Regions from separate parts of the Mus musculus genome. Here all the other regions are linked to region 1. The links are chromatin contacts, called in public Hi-C and Micro-C maps. All regions are on one chromosome and are shown on one strand. Each heading gives the region's core, a stretch centred on a gene start, on an enhancer-like site or on the middle of the called end of the contact. The rest is flanking DNA. Distances are from core to core; before and after follow the strand shown. Region 1 has its middle 120 kb from the start of Gm25125. Region 2 has its middle 30 kb from the start of Tent5a. Region 3 has its middle 72 kb from the start of Gm25125.

Evidence for each region. A called contact is a pair of places that touch in the nucleus more often than the background predicts.
Region 2: a Hi-C map of bone marrow-derived macrophages shows a contact between it and region 1, with 29 read pairs. The contact joins two enhancer-like sites. A contact is called at or near these places in 11 of 484 Hi-C or Micro-C datasets (the C2C12 cell line, Th1 cells, bone marrow-derived macrophages and 6 more) and 3 of 115 datasets of contacts at active chromatin or transcription factors (extraembryonic endoderm stem cells, microglia and trophoblast stem cells).
Region 3: a contact with region 1 is called in a Micro-C map of the AtT-20 cell line, with 2.2 times the contacts expected there. The contact joins two enhancer-like sites. A contact is called at or near these places in 4 of 484 Hi-C or Micro-C datasets (the AtT-20 cell line, cerebral cortex, granulocyte-monocyte progenitors and 1 more) and 2 of 115 datasets of contacts at active chromatin or transcription factors (extraembryonic endoderm stem cells and trophoblast stem cells).

What each region holds. Positions count from the first base shown.
Region 1 is chr9:85,586,901-85,589,609 of GRCm38.p6, reverse strand. No RefSeq gene overlaps it. Among named protein-coding and RNA genes, the nearest start is that of Gm25125, 120 kb to the right of the region's middle. Within about 2 kb of position 1,364, at least 14 of the 459 cell types and tissues checked have an H3K27ac peak or open chromatin away from gene starts, as enhancers often do. A contact at or near this core is called in the AtT-20 cell line and bone marrow-derived macrophages, where this site is marked.
Region 2 is chr9:85,356,278-85,358,986 of GRCm38.p6, reverse strand. No RefSeq gene overlaps it. Among named protein-coding and RNA genes, the nearest start is that of Tent5a, 30 kb to the right of the region's middle. Within about 2 kb of position 1,351, at least 38 of the 459 cell types and tissues checked have an H3K27ac peak or open chromatin away from gene starts, as enhancers often do. A contact at or near this core is called in bone marrow-derived macrophages, where this site is marked.
Region 3 is chr9:85,399,705-85,402,413 of GRCm38.p6, reverse strand. No RefSeq gene overlaps it. Among named protein-coding and RNA genes, the nearest start is that of Gm25125, 72 kb to the left of the region's middle. Within about 2 kb of position 1,368, at least 16 of the 459 cell types and tissues checked have an H3K27ac peak or open chromatin away from gene starts, as enhancers often do. A contact at or near this core is called in the AtT-20 cell line, where this site is marked.

The DNA of each region.
Region 1 (2,709 bases), core at 115-2,614:
AGAGTGCTCCCAGGGGACCTTCAGGTGGGGGTTGAGTTCTGGGATGAACACTTTGAGTCTATAGAGTCTGTGAGATACTCAGATGAAGAGTATTATGGCTATTCATTTGTGTTTAATTCTCAGACAGAGGTGTGACTCAGACAGATGGTATAAATGAGAGAATCCTTGACTGGGGGTGGGGAGCAAAGCTGCGGCTAAGGGAAGATTCCCCCACATCCTGGCACCAGTTTCTCATGTGTATGTGCACAGTGTAGGAACATCTGTTTCTCCATGCTTGTGACAATTTGTCATATTGCTAAATATCTCGATCTTTTCCAAACTGACAGGTAAAAGAAAAAATGTCTCTATAGCGTTGGCTTGAATTTAACACACACACACACACACACACACACACACACACACACACACCCTTGATAACTTCATCCATGTATATAAGTAAGTCAGATCTTATTTACCTGCTTTCTCCCTTCCAACTCCTCCCATATCCCTCAACCATTACCTTCCACTTCCCTCCCAATTCCAGGAGCTATTTGTAGCTGATAGCTGTGGGAGGGAGGAGGAAGCTCTCACTTTCTTGAGCGTGTTTCCACAGGTTGGTTTCCTACATGCCACTAATGGATGGACCCCCGCACCCATGTGTGCATGGGTAGCACTAAATTAGAATTATCAAAACAATGGCCTGCATTTTGCAGAAGTGATGCTGAACCTCTTTTTCTTTGTTACTCCCTGAATTGTTTCATGACTTTTTGTGGATATAAAAGCATGTTATTATTTTTTTTTGGCAGAAATTCTATAGTTTCATCAGTGCTCAACCTGACTACCTCATCTCTGTATCACTGACCTGGACTTCTTCTGACTGGGGAATCATCTTCCATGGTTAGTCCCTCGTGGCTGTTTGGCCTTCTCAGAGGCATTTCTCAACACATAACTATTCCTCTGTGTGGCACTGATTCCCTGCCTCAACTTGGAGCCACCAGTGTAGGCTAAGACTGACCTATCATGTTCTACATTGCTGTCTTCTTCTGGAGTCTTTATGCTTTTATTATTTTCCTCCTTCCAATGCAAAAGGAAATAGTGACCTTTTTGTTACATCACAACTGAAGCCTTCACTATAAACTCTTAGCTATTTGGCTTGAGCACACTTCTTTATAACCAAAGGGGACCACAGAAACTTATGTATCAGGCAGAGCACAAGGGACACACACGTACTTGTTTCTGTAATTCCACACTCATTATGGGTTGTGCTCTTTGCTATTGAGATGTGCACTAAGTCATTTTAAAGCATTCTTGGGGGCTAGCACTAGGGGGAGCATGAGGCCTATTGTTCCACCTAGAAAAGGCCAGAATGAGGGTGCTGACAGGCTAGGGTATAGAAAACACTAGCAAATTAGAAGGAAGTTGATAGGGTGTGTCCTGTCTCTCATACTGAGTGTGTATTGCTTGGCAAAATATTCACCTGCAGCCAGAATCTGGAAAGGGCACGCATTGGAGGTCAAGGAGGTAGAACAACACTTCCTGTCCATCTGGGAATGACAGGGGATGTAGGCTCTTTGGGATTCATACATACACACTCTATGTAGAGTTGGTGTGTGCCACCTTACTTGGCCTTTGATATAATGTGTATGTGAAGTGATGCACTGGATACTTTGTGTGTCATAGGATATCTTTGCAGATGTGACAGGTGGCAGTTCATGATTAATGACAGAAAAGATAACCCAAACATGAATTTATACATTCTGATATCTGAGAGTAATTAAGTGAACTGGTATTCTAAATACAATGGCGAATAGATAGAAAGAAAAAAGAAAAGAGAAAAGAAAAGAAAAGAGAAAAAAGAAAAGAAAAGGAAAAGCTGAAATGTCTGGACTTATATTTTAAACTCTTGTTTAGAACTTAATAGTATTCCCATTTCCTTTTGCCTTACTTCAGCAATATCTCCTTCTTATATTTTGTCTCTTGATGTCTTTCATTTCTGGGTGTATTTGAAGACAAGTTCACATCCATTCCCCAGACTAAAAAGACTTTTGGTCTGACCATGCTCTCCCACCCCTGCTGTAAGCCCTGCCCACACACTCTCCATCCCTAAGCAGACTTCTTGAATGCTACTTGCGCATTTCATCTTCTTGCCAAGTCAGGATTTAATCTTCCACAATTCAGAGCCTGCTTATGTCACTCTGTGAGATGCTTTGGACAAAAATCTCAAAGGGCCCTTTAATTCCAACTTTCCATCTATGTAATTGCCTAATTCATAGTGACGATACATGTGTATTACTATAGAAATATTTTATACATTTAAGAACATCACTGTGTTTTCCCTCCTTGCATAAGGACAGCACGCGCACACACTTGTTTTGTATGCTTGCTGTATCTTGGTGACCTTTTATACAAGGAAGTTCCTTCTTTGATTGTACAAGTTGTTCCGTATACTGAGCCAACAAAACATGTAGCCAGTGTGCATCTAATGGACATTTGATTGTCTCTGACATTTGCTGCAGTGAATAAAGTTGTACATATGTCACTCAGTATGGGTGTGATCACAATCAAGGGGTAAAACTAGAATGGCAAAATCATTTCAGTCTGTATGGCCAAATTGGTATTATCTCTGCAAGAAGGAATGTATGCAAATGTTGCTCCCTCATTAACCCTTTTGTCTAGTTGTACAGATGGAATATAGTAATTCATTATTTCCTTTTTAGGATGAGCACTTTT
Region 2 (2,709 bases), core at 102-2,601, 230 kb after region 1:
AACATGTACAAATAGAATTAAACCATCTCTCTGTTCTTGTGAATGGAGGAGTTGGAAAAGAGACTGGAGGAGCTGAGGGCTGGTGTGTGTGTGTGTGTGTGTGTGTGTGTGTGTGTGTGTGTGTGTGTGCAGCCCCATGGAGGGAACAACTGTGTCAACTGGCCAGACTACCCTGGAGCTCCCAGGGACTAGACCACCAACCAAAGAATACACATGGAGTGACCCATGGCGCTGGCCACATATGTGGCAGAGGATGGATGGCCTTGTTGGACATCAGTGGGAGGAGAGGACCTTGGGCCTGAGGGTGTTCAATGTCCTGGGAATGCCAGGGCGAAAGGACAGGAGTGGGTGGGTGGGAGAACAGCCTCATAGAGGCAGGAAGAGGGGGAAGGGATAGGGAGTTTCCGAAGGGGAGACCCGGAAAGGGGAAAGCATTCGAAGTGTAAATAAAGAAAATATTCTTTTTTTTTTTTTTTTTTTTTAAAGAAAGTACTGTCTAGTTCTCAGGGTAAGTGGCTGGTAGAAGAGCAATGGGTGGATCTGTGAACAATGAATAAATAACCTGATGTCTGTGTGGGATTTATGTTCTATGCCCCTGGCTTGGCCAACTCCAGTGACAGCTTCTGAGATTCACGGGAGGTCCACTCATGTTCTTGTGCCCTTGCTGATACACTGTCTTCTCTCCATCAAAGAGGAAATGGTAGGTTTAAAATGCATCTCCTATAGGGGAAAGTCATAGTTGGCTTTTATAGACCCATTCACGGTGTCGGATACATGGAGTAACAAGGCAGTTCTCTTCATTTAAAATGTTTTCTTTTGTTCTGGAATGTACAGATAATCACTTGGAGTATTTTTAAAGAGCCATTGATAACATTATGCCTAATAAAAGCACAGTCCTTAAAGGGAAAGGCTTTCTAGACTGTATATTTATAAGGGGAAAATTTCAGATGATCTAAATTATTTGAAGTTGGTGCTCATCAAAAAAACAAGCTACAGAAATAGAGTCTTCTAGTAACCAATGAACAGTTGTGATCATAAATAGGCACTGAGGTTAAAAAAGATGTAAGCAAACTTTAAAAAAGAAACATTGGAATTTAATAAGATAATGCTAAAACTCTCCTGTGGCAACCATTAACAGCTCAAATTTAGCATTACAGAACTGCTCTAAGGAAACGTGTTACGCCACACACTAATTAAAAAATAAATATTTCCAGCCCCATAAAGGGACAGCACACAGTAATGTAAATGACATGTTAAATTAAAGCTGGTGACGGCCATCCTAGAGTCTCTAACATAAGCAGCGAACTAAAATACAGAAAACTATCAGCAGCAGAGTTGAGTCAGCGGCCATGTGATCTTGCCCAGGGCTAGGAGAGTTTCACTTTCATTTTTAGGTGTGGTCTTGGACACTGAACCCGTGACCTATGTATGCTAGGAAGAAGCTCTCCAATTCCTTTAAAACAACAACAGTAACAACAACAAAACTTTATTTATTTATTTATTTATTTATTTATCTATCTAGCTATCTTTTTATTTTAAACTACAGATTTTATTCTCCTCCTGGTCCACCCTCTGACTGTTCCACATCCCATGCCTCCTCCCCACCCTCTTGTCTCCAAGAGCATGTCCCCACCCCCACCCTACCTCTAAACTCCCTGGGGTTTCTAGTCTCTTGAGGGTTAGGTGCATCTTCTTTGACTAAGCCCAGACCTTCCAGTCCTCTGCTATATCTGTGTTGGGGGCTGAGGTTGTTGACTTTTTTTTGAAAAATAATTACTTATGCATTATTCTGCAAGTATATTACCAGAAACCCCAAAGTTCGGAGTAAGGATCAGCCAGATAGTAATTAATTCAATCTCATGTGCTAAGAAGCTTATCAGTGTAAGAACTTACAGAGTGAAGGACAAAATGGGTCTTCACAGTTTTTATGTGAAAATATAGCAATGGTTATGTACAGCTTTTACATTTATTTTATTTTTATTGAGAATTTTATATGTGAGTAGGTTATTTACATCATGTCCTCCTTACTCTTCCCCCTTTCCAGCTCCTTTTTTTTGTCCCTCACTCTTTCTCAAATTCACACACATACACATGAGTGCGCGCACACACACATACACACACACACAACACACACACACATACACACACACACACACAACCTCCTGTGTCCACTTAGTGCTGGTGATATATATGTACTAGTGTTTAGGGATGACTATATGGGATCAGATAAGCTGTAAGGGAGGTGGGCCCTGGAAAAGATTGATTCTTCCTCTCTTAACACTCATTAGTTGTCTATAACTCTTTATTTATTAGTGGGTCCTTGTGAAAGTGCCCATATCATGTTAGGATGTCAACTGGCTTTATCATTGTACAGGCCCTCTTTTGGTGACTGTTTCAGTACTCTGTCATCTATAGAAGACATTATCTCAGCGGCAGACTCCCAGATCTTCTGACCCTTATCTCTTCCTCCTCCTCCTCCTCCTCTTCCTCCTCCTCCTCCTCCTCCTCCTCCTCCTCCTCTTCTTCCTCCTCCTCCTCCTCCTTCTATGTGGTATTCCCTGGACACATTATTTTTAAAAGCAATCTCCTGTGAGGGGCAATTCGAAAACAATAGCATTTTGCTTAATTGAAATTAAACATAGTGCAATAGGAGGCTGAAGCAGGAGGGTCAAGACCAACTCAGCAAGAGTCTATCTATCTCATGATGCA
Region 3 (2,709 bases), core at 119-2,618, 190 kb after region 1:
CTGTAGTAGTTTGGACTACATGAGACCCTGCCTTTAAATAAAGAAGTCATCTCTTCAGAGTAAAACTCATAGCTTATACTTCACGACTTCGCTCCTTGCATATGGAGATGACTGCTTTGGAAGTACCACAGCTAAGAAGCAGAGTGTAGGCTTTAATGCATGTTATATAGTTAAACTTTTGTGGGTAAATAAGACCACTTTGAAGTTCAGGCAACTCTGATATGTAGTTTCTGTCCAGAGAGTATTACAGTTTTTTGATAAGTCATTCCTAAAATTCTTTTACCTAAATTAAAAAAAGACTTTTGTAGTAGGTTTTGTTTGCTAGATTTTCATTTCTTCTGAAGGGAAGTTGAGAAGGCCAATTTTGCCTTTGGGTGAAGCCTTAGGTAGCTTTTATTTATAGAGATGATGGAAGCATTATTTATATTCCAGCCAAACTGAAAGCAGTTTTGCAACAGTTGTAGAGTGCTAGATTGCCTGTTGTCTACCACTGTCAAGTCCATGGAAGTTGCAAAGTTCTCACTAAGGCACAGTCACGATGCAGTATTTTCAGGGGGCAGAATCTTCCACTAGAGTGACCTAGATACTTCAGTAGCTGTCACACAGAGGTTATACACTGTACACTTTCTTGTCCCCCAGTACAGTCCTTCTTGGCTAGTATTGCTCAGTCTCTGTCTCTCACAGGCTGCTTTTCATGTAGTGTTTCTTTCAGCCTCACAAGCCTAGGAGATAATTTGCTACTGTTATCCTCATCTGTAAAAAAAAAAAATGAGATAATTGTGAATTGCTGCAGCTGAGAGTCAATCTCACACTGTGATATTCCGTCAAAGTGAGCATGCTTTGGAGTAGAGAGAAACACCAGCTAGACAGAGGGTTGACTAATTTTGACTTTGGTTGCATGGGAATTCAAGCAAAGCTGACTGAAACCCCACAGCTCTTTTATATTAACAGGACAGGGATGGGTTCAATTCCCTTGTTGGTTGTCAGGTAGTGTGTGGCATTTCCTGGCTGGCAAAATTAATTGCTGGTAGGAGATTTCCTCAGTAGTACCCTCTTATCTGGTGAAGAAATGTGTCCTTGAAAGGCCATTTTGAAATGAAAGTAGAACAAGATTAAAGAGGAAACATCACAGAGCCACGTGGATCTCAGTCCACCTGTGTAGGGGACAATTAAATGTTAAGTAAAAGCAGGGCGACCAGGGGGAGGGGCATCTGACAGCATAGCTCAGGCCAAGAGACAAATATAAACATGCTGGATTTCTTCCCATAGGGTGCATTCATTAATTTTCCAGCAGGAGCTTTGACGAGCCAAATTGTGATAGGGCGAGAAAAATGTGGCCGACAGCTGTTGACTTTGAACAAAAGCCAAGTCTTCATTCCCAGTGTAATCTTACGTATTTGCAAGTGTGCCTGAGATGTAGCTGGGCTTTCCGAATCAGTGAAAACCTAATCCATTGACCTTTCTGATCTACTTATAACAGTATTTAATATCCTACCATTTCGTTCTTCTTTGTTTTCCTTTGCACAAATACTTCTGGCAGAGCAAGTTGGCCATATGGTTTATGAATTAATCAATAAACTCATTCTGTAGAAGCACTGTTTGCTCACCATAGTCAATTCTCATGAACCCATTAGAGCAGGAACAAGGGAAAACAACCACAAATCTCAGTTACTTCCCCTGCCCTCCCTGGTCACGTTCTGGATAGTTTTATAGTAACCGCTATTATTGTCATTGTTACCAGTTCGTTTCCTTGTAATTCTACTCTCATACATGACCAGGTTTGGTAGTTTCATTTTCCGTGAAAAGAAACAGAAACTTCTACCAGTGATTCGAGTTGATTCTTCCGGGCCTCAGTAACATTGATTATCTCCAGGAGGAAGTTCCATAGACCTTCAAATGGGGTTACTTTACTACAATTAGCAGCAGGAGACAACCATTGCTTCAGGCCAACAGGTGAAAATACCAGGCTCCAGTTCCCATGTGAACCTGAGCAATTTAGAAGTCAATTCCTTCTACAAATCTCCCCTTTGTCCATTTATTTATCCTCTGTACATTCACTGACTACTATGTGCCAGGAGTTTTGCTGGATGCTCAGAACTAACATTAAGAAATATATAAACCCTAGCCATTTTTTTAACACTTTCTGTTGAGTGTATTTCTCTATGTTTTATAATTTCTAGGGGGCAAAATATCTTTGATATAGTAATTTATAACTGGTGATATGATTATAGATGTGGAGCATTGGAAAGGAATTGGATGGTACCTGGATAGATGACGCTACCTACTCTAGCAAACTTCTTTGTTTGGGCTACTTTTTGTTCTCTTTGTAGTTTCTCATAGGCAGCCAATATGGTGATAATTTTCTTAATAGCATTGCATAGCAATACAGAAGATGGAGAGATGATGAATCAGTAGCAGAGAGGTTGGTTTGGAAGCTCCTGTGGGTTATCTAGATGTTGGATAACACTGAGGTTTTGTTGTTTGCTTTAAGTCTGGAGTAGTGATGGGGATTTTGTTGGTCTTGTTTCACTCTTGTGTTTTGCACTGCCAGTTGCTAGGGACAAATAAGCAAGTAGACACAGGCTAGGACATGCGCGGTGTAACTTCACAAAGCTATGACAAATACTTCATCAACTGTGTTAAAGGCAGGAAGCAAACATTACTCCCAAACTGAAAATCGTTTAATAAAGGAACTATTTCCAAGGGGGT